Linked DNA regions of Ovis aries: region 2 is linked to region 1. Evidence: chromatin contacts called from public Hi-C data. All regions are on one chromosome and are shown on one strand. The core of a region is the stretch at or near the end of the contact, and the rest is flanking DNA. Distances in the headings are between cores, read along the strand shown. Region 1 overlaps MINAR2 (membrane integral NOTCH2 associated receptor 2). Region 2 holds the start of ADAMTS19 (ADAM metallopeptidase with thrombospondin type 1 motif 19).

The links. A called contact is a pair of places that touch in the nucleus more often than the background predicts.
Region 2: a contact with region 1 is called in a Hi-C map of tail adipose tissue, with 4 times the contacts expected there. The contact joins the promoter of ADAMTS19 here to the enhancer-like site in region 1. A contact is called at or near these places in 3 of 16 Hi-C or Micro-C datasets (skin fibroblasts and tail adipose tissue).

What each region holds. Positions count from the first base shown.
Region 1 is chr5:22,153,815-22,159,659 of ARS-UI_Ramb_v3.0, reverse strand. It overlaps MINAR2 (membrane integral NOTCH2 associated receptor 2), which reads left to right. Exons shown (of 10, transcript XM_060415643.1): 4 at 1-762; 5 at 2,170-2,347; 6 at 2,467-2,562; 7 at 4,044-4,177. Among named protein-coding and RNA genes, the nearest start is that of MINAR2, 21 kb to the left of the region's middle. Within about 2 kb of position 2,664, at least 5 of the 54 cell types and tissues checked have an H3K27ac peak or open chromatin away from gene starts, as enhancers often do.
Region 2 is chr5:22,450,684-22,456,528 of ARS-UI_Ramb_v3.0, reverse strand. It overlaps ADAMTS19 (ADAM metallopeptidase with thrombospondin type 1 motif 19), which reads left to right and starts at 3,058. Exons shown (of 22, transcript XM_042250270.2): 1 at 3,058-3,182; 2 at 3,855-4,492. The coding sequence starts at 3,110.

The DNA of each region.
Region 1 (5,845 bases), core at 1,415-3,914:
GTCATCCTGACATCTGAAGGCAGAGCTGCAACCTTCAGCTTGAAGTCCTGGATCTACTTACTGTACATGATTACTCTAAAACTAAAGGTAGAAGTGTTTTCAGAGATCACCCCTTTCCTAAACCTCCTCCAATTGCTTAATGTGCCAGGAATATTAGATAATTTGCTGCTTATTTCAGAGACAGTATGGCCTGAATGCCTGCTTTTTTAGCTCTCTGTATTGAGTGTGTCTTTATTTTTAATTCCTCTTTTTCCTATGTCTATTGTTTCTTACCAATTTTTCATTCTCCCCTCATGTAATTGAAAAAAGTAATTTTATCATCCATGAGAAATCATTTTTAAAACTATTATTAGATAGGGCGATTAAATCTCAACCCCTCTGGATTTCTACTTACACGCTGACAAAGGCACACAGACTGTGCTTTTTCAGAGGAAAGATAACTTGTTTGGTTTCTTCCAAATAATCACTTAGTCCAGGCTCCTGCCCAGCTTGAGGTGAGAATATTCCACCGAAGTGAGCAGCTTCAGAGGCTGAACACAGCTCTCTGCCAGAGCAGTGGTTCTGCTCTCACTTTATGGACACGGTGACTCATGCACCTGATCAAATTTCCCTCTGCGCAGGCTGCTGGAAAAATTCAGGACCGAGCTGGGCCTCTCTCCTTAAAAACTATGAGGACTTCCTCGTGCGCCTTTCCCGTCCCTTCGGTGGCTCCATTTCATCGTCCATCCTGTGCTTCGGGTTCCTCACTGCCTCAAATCTAAGGTACCTCCACAGTGTTCTGCTTTTTAAATGCCTTAAACCTATTGAAAGATGCTAAGAATACAGAGAGAGAATACAAGGAGGACTGTGTGTGTGTGTGTGTTCATCCTATGTGCATCCATAGGTATATCAGAACCAAATACAAAAGACTCTCCTTCAAAAGATTTTGAAATTAAAAATATAAAGAAAGAAATGCTTTTTTTTTTTCATATAAAATGCTCCCTAACTAAGTTTTCTGAGCCAAAAGAAATCAGATTCATGACTCAGTTTTACTTATTCTATACCACTGTTTTCAAATTCCTGACAAAGAGGAGAGTAAGAATCCTTCTGCTCATTAAACCTGCTCATTTTTCACAATTAAGAAATAAGTGTTAAAATCTCTCACATTTGAATTAGCTTTGAGTTTGGTAAAACACTATATAATTACCTGACTAATAAAAACAATGGCTAGGCTAGATTCAAAACTTTATCAGCAAGTATGAACAAAAGAGCAGTTATAACTATGCCTCTTTCTAAAACTATATTATTTAAAAGCCAAAACATTTCGAATCAACCCTTTATAGCTAAAAGTAATTTTACTGTTACTACTGCCATTGTTTTGCCATTTTTTAATGTAATAGTCACAAATGTCTTTCATGAACTCTAAACACAGCAAATTTTTTAAAAATTGTATCATCATCAACACATAGATGACAACTTTCGGAGCCTTTTTTTTTTTTTTTTTAGTTATTCAGAAAGATTCCCAGTAGATACCCATGGACATCAGTGTCTCATTTTACCCACACACCTGAAACTTTCCTCCTGGCCATCAATGGAACTGATATAAATCAATGGATACAATCATACATTCTACATTTCATAATTTCAAAACCCTTCTACTTCCAGAATCTCATTCATCTCAATGATAATCTTGTAAGATAAGTATAAAACCTGCATTTTACAAGAGAAGAAATGGAGACTTAAGGTCATCAAAAGACTTGTCAGAAAGAAAAATGGAGTGAGAGCTCAGATCTTCTCAACCTCCTTTGGTTGGTCTTTCCACTCTAGATTTTATTTTCTCATGACTGTAATGGGAGTTTGGTATACACCCACTGTTGACAAAAACAGGAGAAGCTGAACTCTCCTCCACCCACATCCACATACAGTCACGTCCTTTTCCAGCCCCAGTCTCAAAAGTCAATCTAGAGAATGCAGTTTAAGTAAGTGCAAACACAGTTGTGCCCAGAAGGCCGGTAAACCTGAATGCCATAACGGTGCATTGTTTTGTCAGCTTAGATTCACAAGGCTTCTTTGTAAGATAAAAAGTAAACCCTGGATCCCACTGTTAAGAATTCTGTGGATTAATGGCTCTTCATCAGTATATAATGTTGATAGAATGCCTTTTTCCTATCACAACTTTCTGGAGTACAGGACCTGATACATCGAACCTTGCCTTGGCTCGTCCCTAAATTCAGTGCCAGCCCCAGGATGCCCCAAATCAGTAGAGTTGGTTCAGGAGCCTGGTACCAGAGAAGCTGACATCAGAGCTACTCTGAGGAGGAAATGACCTCCTGCCCTGAGATGAATCCCTCAAACACCCAGTCTTCAGGTAAGGCGCTTGCCAGGTAAGGCACCAAGGCACAGTCTGGCAATAGCATTTGCTCATGCACTTTCCCCATCTTTATACGTGTTTGTTTTTTTTTTTAATGCATCTTTTACATTTTACAGTAACCAAACACTCCAAGTTGTTAACCATGGAGAAAAAGCAGAATGGAGAAAAATTTCCCTGTATCTTGGTGTTCATTTCTCACCACCAGATGGCAGGTGAGCACCAGGATGTGAATCTCCTGCCAGCGCAAGTTGAGGACGCTGGTTCTTTGGTGTTGAAACAGAAATCCACACGAGTGGAGAATTTCCAAAGAAGTGCTTAACTGCTGATTCAGCCCTGGAGTGGAGAGCCGGGGCCTGCCGAGCCCGTTGAGTGTGCATCAGCGCAGGGAAGTGACAGTAATTGGGGTTCCTTACTGCGAAGGCTTCAGACCGCGTGCGGTTCCAGCTGCGCAGCCGGAACTCATTAACCAAGTCCTCTGTGGTGTCTTTACTCAAACTGAGGTTCATACTTGTTAAAAAATGCAGAAACCCAGGACAGCTAACCCGGAAACTTCATGTTTAACAGGCTCCCCGGGTGATTCTTTTCCTTCTTAAGCTTGGGAAAAGAACTTGAAGAGTGCAGGGTCCTGGGTAAAGGCTTTTCAAAGCTAGGGCTCAGAGGTGTGGGGGCCCATGAGACTCCTGGGGGGCACTGGGAGTTGCCGAGCACTCACTCCAGGCTCCCAGGAAGCTCTGCTCCACTTGGTAGCATCTCTCTCTGGTACAAAGAGGCGGACATAGAGCTATAAGCCATCTCTTTGCCCTGGCACCTTCCCTCCGCTCTACCCTCTCCTCAGGAAAACAAGATTCATAAATCGTTGAACCCTTAAGATATTTTAAAACTGATCATGATTCAATAGATACTTTATGATTAAAGCATTGAGCTGAAATTGGTACTGCATTTTAAATGAAATCTTAGTAACACAGTTTTCAACTGAAGGAAGCCTCAGCCATCAGGGATAAGGAGGTACCCAGGTCTCAATCATCAAGAAGATTTTGGTGTGAGTCAGAGGTTGGCAGTCCAGCCATAACTGGCTCAAAAGCTGGTTTCTGCGCTTCAGAGTCAATCTGTCTGACCCTAGACATGCGTAAGAGGTTTCAATTCTACAGATACCAATTTGAGTGAGAAGAAAACTAATGCCCAACCTGCCTCCAGAAAAATAGTATTGGAGTAAATTCAGTTTAAAATCATTTATCAAGATCACTAATTCAACCAAGTCCAATTTTTAATTCTTCATTTTATTCCCTAAATTATCTCATTTAAATCTAAATGTACTTATGGAAAGGGAAGGACAAGCCTGTTCAGATAATTGAGCACACACCCATGGCGGGAGGGAGAGCTACCTTCCCCCCTTGTTGTCCTATAGCACCGGTGCTATAGGGTGCTGGCTCCTGCAGGTAATACCACGGTTACCCACACAGTAGACTGGAGTTTCTAGCCATCAGCTCCCTCCTGAAGGTCCACATTCCTCCCTGTCACGTGCTTCTCCTCCATCTATGACTTTCCTTTGGCCAGAAGACCTCTGAAGACGGTCACCAGCTCAGCCTCCAAGCTTAGTCCTCATAGAGCTTGAATTTTTAGTATTATTCCAAGGCAGGAAGACAGTCAGTTTGATCTCTTATACCCATTTTGAGTCTGTCCTGTTTTGTGATAGGAGCAGCATCTTTGAATGATATAACTTAGACCAGGGCCCCTTGATCTCTGTGGAAGTCTTCAGACTGTCAATGCAGTTTGAGATATCTATCGCAACAGGAGATGGCAAGAGATAAACTAGGGAAAGAGATAGAAGTGAGTATGAATATTTGAGTCTTCCTTCCCACTTCATCTTGCCACGTATGCTTGTGCCCACAGAGGGTGAATCATCAGATTAAGTTCCTTCATTTCAACACAGTTCCTCTCAGGACCTGTCCACAAGGAAGTGGTTAATATTACCAACTTCACCCCAGACAGGAAATAAGAGGTTGCTGGAATTCCCCTGGAGTGCTAGAAACCTTGTGGGAAACACTGAGTAAAATGTATTTGAAAAAAGGCAAAAGCATAGCCATGGAGCAAAGATCAGCTGTACCAAGAGTTGGGGTGGTTTGAATGCATGACTAAAAAGGGGCAGCCTTAAGGTGCTTTTCTAGTGGAATAGTAATTCTGGTAACAGGCACACCGCTCTATAAATGTGCTAAAACTTACCAAACCATGCACCAAAAATTTACCTCCTACAAACCCTGACTGCTGTCTTTCTTCCACTGGCAAAGCCTCTCTTTCTATTCGATGATTCCCCCAAACAGATAAAAATGTTAAAATATCCCACATCTTTTAAAACCAGTTAAAAACAACAGCAGCAAAAAGTAACATCATCACCCTATATTTCTCTCCAGTTAGTGCCTCAGTTTTCTCTACAATAAATTTGAAAATAATTTCAAATGAATTACGATACATTTGAAAGAATTCTCAAAGTCATGTTTTCAACTTTCTCTCCTGTTATTCTCTCTTGAACCCATTCTGCTCATACTTTTATTTCCATGAATCTACTAAAATTGTCTTGCCAAGACGTTGCCGAGCCCAAAGGTCAGTGGCAATTCTCAACTACTCAGTTTGTTGAGAGCATTTGCCTGGCGGATCCTCCTAAAAACATTTCCAAAATTCGGCCTCCAGTTTATTTACTCTCTCGTGATGCTTGAATGAGTCCTTTTTATTTACCTTTGCTGGATCGTCTTCAATTTCTCATCATCTACATGTAGAGAGAGCATCCCAGCCCTCTGTCCTCACATCTCATCGACCCTCATTTCAATGGTGACCTCACTCAACCCCATGATTTAGATCCCATCACCGGTAATTCCAGATACTCCATTGCCCAAGCTAGTCTCACAAGTCCAAATTTACGTATACAACTAACTACTCAGTCTCACTGGTCAAAGGTCTAATTGCCAATTCAGTTTTGCCATAAGCTCTTTTGGAGAATTACAGTAGCCTCTTAAATGGCACCCCACTCCAGTACTCTTGCCTGGAAAATCCCATGGACGGAGGAGCCTGGTAGCCTATAGTCCATGGGGTCACAAAGAGTCAGACACGACCGAGCGACTTCACTTCACTTCACAGTAACCTCTTAACTGTTCTCTCCGCATTCCTGCCTCACACAGTCTCATCTTAACATAGCAGCTAGTTTTGTTGTTGGTATTTAGTCACCAAGTCATGCCTCACTCTTTTTGCAACCCCATAGACTGTAGCTCCTCCATCCATGGGAGCCCCCAGGCAAGAATACTGGAGTGGGTTGCCTCTTCCTTCTCCAGGGGTCTTGCTGACCCAGAGATCAGACTTGTGTCTCCTGCATTGGCAGGCGGTTTTTTTTGTTTGTTTGTTTTGTGTTTTAATTGAGCCACCAGAGAAACTCAGTGCAACAGAGAGGCCTTTGAAAAATATAATTTAATCATGTCACTCTTCTGATTAAAATCTTTCAATGTTTTT
Region 2 (5,845 bases), core at 1,809-4,308, 300 kb before region 1:
TGAAGAGAATGATGAAGAGCTGAAGGCCTCAAAGTCAACTTTCTACATAGAGAAGCATGGGTTATAAAATGCAACATGTGAGCACCCGGGGTATAAGAACAGTTGGTTCCACTTACTCTGATGCTTTGTCACTTACCTCCACCCCATAAAAGCAGGGCTTGGTTGACGCTAGCTACCATCTGGTGACATATGTAGTGACCTATCTTTACTAACATATTTTTCCCAGCTGCTCTTTTCTTTCTCTAGGGTTGGTAATGCACACACATGTCACAGTTCTGCCTTTTCTCCTCTATTTCATCACGTACAATCCAATTAATTCCAAATCAGGCTAGTTCTTTCTTTTTCTTTTTTCACGTACAAACATACTCAAACCCAATTTAACTGATGCTCTTACTTGCACCTCTTAAGTTTCTTCTACTTAATCAAAAAATCTTCACACAAGTCATTTCTCTCTTAGACTTATTCTCTCTGTAAGATAGATAAATCATGCTGATAGTAACTGATCACCAACAGATACAGCCTTGTAATTCTGGATCAAGGAATTGGAATCAAATACCACACAGAAATCAATCTCTATCATCTTCTAAAGCATCTTAGAGAGTTTCCTGAGAATTTCCACACGCATTTGGTAGATAAATCTCTGTATTAGACAGGGTGATGTAAAGAAAGATATACAAAAGAAATAATTCCTACCTTTCCAGAAAATTGATAGTCTATAGAAGAAATATTTACACGAGTCATTACAACTCAAATGATTTATAAAAGCCTTTGAAAATAGACAAATAAATTATAACAGTATTTCAAATAGGAGAAAGAGTAGAACCAGCTGGGAGTTAGGCAAACTTTTCTGTAACAGGATTAACCTTTACTGTAAGGGATTGGAATGGTTAATGGCTGTTATATAGCTGGAGACAAGAAAAGGGAAAGATGAGAACTTACATAGGCAATCTGTGTTTTAAATATATTTAATCATACAGCTCATCTAGTTTTAAGAAATCACAAATGTACTCCAACAAATACACACAATTCAATAGGCATTCCTTCTATAGGTTTACATTTTTGTTGACGTTTTGGTTAAAATTACATGAGAAACACTTTAAGATTCAAATCCTTGTGGAGGTGTTTCATTGAAATTAACCTTTGGTGTTAAAAATTTGCTTTATTTCTTAAAAATAAACTGCCTCTGATTTCTTGCCCAGTTTTAACTCCATATAATTGAGTCCCATAAAAACGAGGGTGTAGATACTTCTTGAGTGTCTGGAAACTCACACCCACCCTAGTTACTCCAGCTCTATAGAGATTTTACAAGACAAGGTTTGGAGACAGACATACCTAGAGTGTCTTTGTGTTTGTTTTGAAATTCTGGACAACTCAAAGAAAGTATTCTAGGACCCTGCTTATTCAAACAATGGGTTTCCTTTGAAATAAGATCATGTGCCTCCCTTAAAGACAGAGTAGTCACCTTTGACACTAAGAACAGAAGGTAAAACAACAAAGGATGTGGGGAACCAACCTCAGTGCTGGAATTTTAAAAAACTGATTTGCATTAACTCTTATTTATAGGTACCTGGCCTAGTTCGGAGGCTGCAAATGGCAGGTTAGATCAATCACCCTGGAGCCTGAGGTGAAAGTTTTGATGTGACCAAGAGAAAGGTGCGAGGGGCGGGGGTGGGGGGGGGGGGGGGGGGGGGGGGCAGTAGGAACTACGAAGAGCTGCCACAGAAGTAGCAAGAATATTTAAGGTTGAGCTGCTCTTCAAAGACAGAAGTAGTAAAAACATCTTTTTTTGAAGGAACAACAACACCAAAAAGGTAAAAAGGGCAAAATAAATTCATTTGGCTTGAGATCTTTAGACTACAGTATTTAATGCTGGTTTCTTTCATCTCACCGTTATTTGAAGTGTGTATGAGAGAGAGAGAAAGAGAGAGAGAGGGAAACTGATAGCACTCATGAATAGAAAGCCAGAAAGATAAGGTGGGACAAGGGGCTATGAAATGTCAGGGTGTCTACTGTCCTGGGAACCTTTGAAGCACACTCCATGACGAATTACTTTATCTCCAGCCTTAGAAGATTCCTAGAGACAAAGATGGGGAGAAAAATCGAAGGTCGTTGACAAATGGGGCCGCTGCTTTGTGCTCCAGGCTGCACTAAATTTGGCTTTGTGTGCTGTGCGGGTGGGTGGAGAACTCCACTGAAAGAGGAACCCTTTGTAAAGGGGTGGGAGGTGGGGAGGGGACGGCCCTTCTACCTGCACACACCTCAGCAGGGAGGAGGCGGCGCCCCCTAAGGATGCAAATCTGCCTCCCAGAATGGCCAATCAGGAGTCAGGTGAGGGAATCAGGGTCCCCAGCCCACGCCAACCGCGCGTGTGAGCGCGTGTGCAGTGTTCTGGGACCTTTGTCCCGCAAAGTCACGCTTGGCGGCCGCCCCTTGGTGCCTTTTTCTCGTCGGATCTGCCTCAGTCTTTTTTTTTTTAATCCTCTCCACACCCACCTCACGAGTAGTGTCTTCCCCTCATCCCCTTCCAAATTCCCCGCCGCGCCGCGGCGGGTGGGATCCCGGAGCCGGTCCCGAGGAGGGTGCGGAGCTTGGCACACGCCCGCTGCCAGGACCGCGGCACCAGCCCCTGGCAGTTCCGCGCGGGTGCCGGCGACGAGCCTCGGCTCGGACACTGCGGCGCTCCTGCCCGCGCGGGGCCGTCCTCCGCCCGTCCCGAGGCAGCGCTGCCCGCCTTGCGCCTGCCGGCTCTCGGCTGGCCGTGGCCGGGCTGTTCTGAGGGGCTCCGGAAACTCCTGCGACATCCAGAACACAGAAAACAGAATCCGCACCTAATTCGCCGGGGAGCCGGGGCGCTGCGGGGCCGCGGCGCTGCCTGCCCCCGCTCCTCCCCCACCCCACCCCCACCCGTGCTCCGGCAGCCTCTCGGAGTCACAGAGCAGCCCCCACCCCACCCCCCGGCAGACAAAGGGCCTGGGCAAACTCGCCGCCCGGCCTCCTTGCGCTCCGGGAGGCGGCGGCGGCGGCGGCGGCGGCGGAGGCGCTGGCGGTGGATCGCGCAAAAGGAGGCGCGCGCGCGGCCGGGGAGCGCGGTCTGGGGAAGAGCCGCGAGATGCGCCTGACTCACATCTGCTGCTGCTGCCTCCTCTACCAGCTGGGGGTCCTGTCGAATGGGGTCGTTGCAGGTAAGTTCTTCCGTGACTTTGGGCTTGCTTTTCCAGCTTCCCCAGCCAGAGACCTGGAACGCACGGGTCGCCGGGGCTGGCGCAACTGTGCGCGGTGAGCAGGGCTTGCTGCTGCTGCTGCAGCTAAGTCGCTTCAGTCAGCGGGCAGCAATTAAAAAAAAAAAAAAAAAAGCCGTGCGGGTGTTGGGCAGAGGGTCACGCTCCTGAGCTAAGCGCACTTCTCGTGGCCTCATTTCAACAACGTGAAATGCTTAGTTTTCCTCTCCTGAGAGTTAATAATATGTGCAAAGGTACGTTTACAGCACCTGGAGGAAATCTGGGAAGTAAAGAAATTGATAGCGCTGCCTTGCTCTGGCAGATACTGAAGGAAATTTTTTAATTGTGCTGGAGTCTTTGCACCGGTTTTCTTTTCTTCAACTAAGTGCTGTCAACAAACTTTGCAGCCCCGCTTCCCCCTCCCCCCGCCCCGATAATCGTACTTTTATTTTGAAAATGCTGGGGTCTGTAATCTGATCGCCAGACTTCACGGGTTGTAAGTTTCAGGGCTAGACGGGTGGTCTCCAGCGCGTTAGCCGTGATCCCTGTGTCTGTGCAGAGTGTGAACCCTGGGATGCTTGTGCTCCTGAGACCTCGACTCTTTAAGCCCCGCACTTCTGTCTGCCCCGCCCGCAGGGCTGCAGTTCGCCTCCGACCGCGAGGAGTGGGAAGTCGTGTTTCCTGCACTCTGGCGCCGGGAGCCGGTGGACTCGGCTGGCGGCAGCGGGGGCAGCGCGGACCCAGGCTGGGCGCGCGGAGCCACGGGCGGCGGAGGCGTCCGGGCGCCGGCAGCCAGCAGCTCCCGCGAGGTGCGCTCCGTGGCCCCGGCACCGCCCCAGGAGCCTGTGGAAGGCGGATCTGAGCCGCGGCCCCGACCCTCGCCGCCCGGGGGCGAAGAGGATGAGGAGCTCGAGTCTCATGAGCTGCCGCGGGGATCTAGCGGGGCTGCCGCCCTGTCCCCGGGCGCCCCGGCCTCGTGGCAGCCGCCGCCCCCGTCTCCGCCCCCAGCCCAGCCAGCCGAGCCGGACGGCGAAGAGGTTCTGCTGCGGATCCCGGCCTTCTCCTGGGACCTCTACCTGCTGCTCCGGAGAGACGGCCGCTTCCTGGCGCCGCGCTTCGCTGTGGAACAGAGGCCGAGTCCGGGCCCGGGCCCCACGCGGGCGGCAGCCGCCCCGCGCCCTCCCGCGCCGCCTGACGCCGCCTGCTTCTACACCGGGGCTGTGCTGCGGCAACCCGGCTCGCTGGCCTCTTTCAGCACCTGCGGAGGTGGCCTGGTAAGCGCCTTTCCTTCCCCAGCTCTCCTCTTCCCCCTGCCACTCCTCCCTCTGCCCTTGTCGACCAGGCAAATTTGCCTGCACCTCATCCCATTCAGAGCGCGCCCTGAACTTCGCCCAGCCTACACCACTACCGTTTAGCGCCCACGGAACACCTCCAGGGCAGTCAGTGAATCCGAAATCTAATTGAATGGATTAATAGCCTTCTGCTAGATGCTTACACATTTTTTTCGGAATTACCAGGTAACACTGTCTCCTTGCAACCCTTCCCACTGGTTTTGTTTCTGCTTTTCAAAATAAGCCCACCACATGGTGTCTTTTAGGAGATTGGAAGATAACAAGTCCATTCACTGCTCAATCTCCTCCTCCTTGCCCCCGCCCCCAGTTTCTCATCTATTATCTCATAAGCTTTTTTTTTTTTTTTTTTTTTCTCATGTCCTACTTCAGAGTTGTCAGAACAGTTTCCTAGGGAGTTATATTCTGACATCTGTCTGGAATTTAGACACATCCACGCTCACACGGGACACCTGTTCACTGTTCTTGTGAGCGACGAGTGGAGGAGTTAGGTCGAAGGCCGCGAACAGCTGTCTAATGGATGACAGGAGAATCCAAACAGAGCTTGAAGGGTTATGGTTCTAAGATTTAACATTTCTAAGGTTTACATACTATTTGGCCATAGTTTCTTTTCTTTTCTCCACTCCAGGGAGGAAAGTAGCTCAGCTGAGAGCCTGGCCCAGAGGCCAGCCGGAACTAGAAAATAAAAGCCATTTGCTCTGTCTGAACAATAGGGATTATCATTCGACTTCCACCCCCTCTGTTTTGACCCAGGGTGTGGGATAGTTGTTACCTCCTGTTAAGTTGGCCTTTACTTTGTGGTAGACGTAACATGCAATGTAGAAGTACCATCGCTATACGTCCATTTCAGTGTTAAGTACATACACCTTGTGTGGCCGTCATCACTGTTAACGTTAATAATTCTTTAAGGCAAAATCCGCAAAATATTATAAACACCCATGTGATTTGTGTCTTCATTTTGATATTCCAATTGAGCCATTGATGAGATCCTCAAGGACTTCTCTAAAAGCAACCTGCTCATTTGGAGAAAAATCCAATAGGAATGGACAGCAGAAGACATCAGCACAGTCAGAGCCACCCAGAGCCATGAGATGGAAAAAATGGTTTAAAATCCAAACAAAATGAAACTGGAATTTTTTACCTATGCCCTTCTATGGTCCCATAGCAAAAGTGATGTAAAATGCTGAATAGGGCTATATTTTAGCAGATGCTCATAATGATGAATATTCAAATTTGGACATTTTTAGCCATAAGGGGAAAAAATGACATGGAAAAATT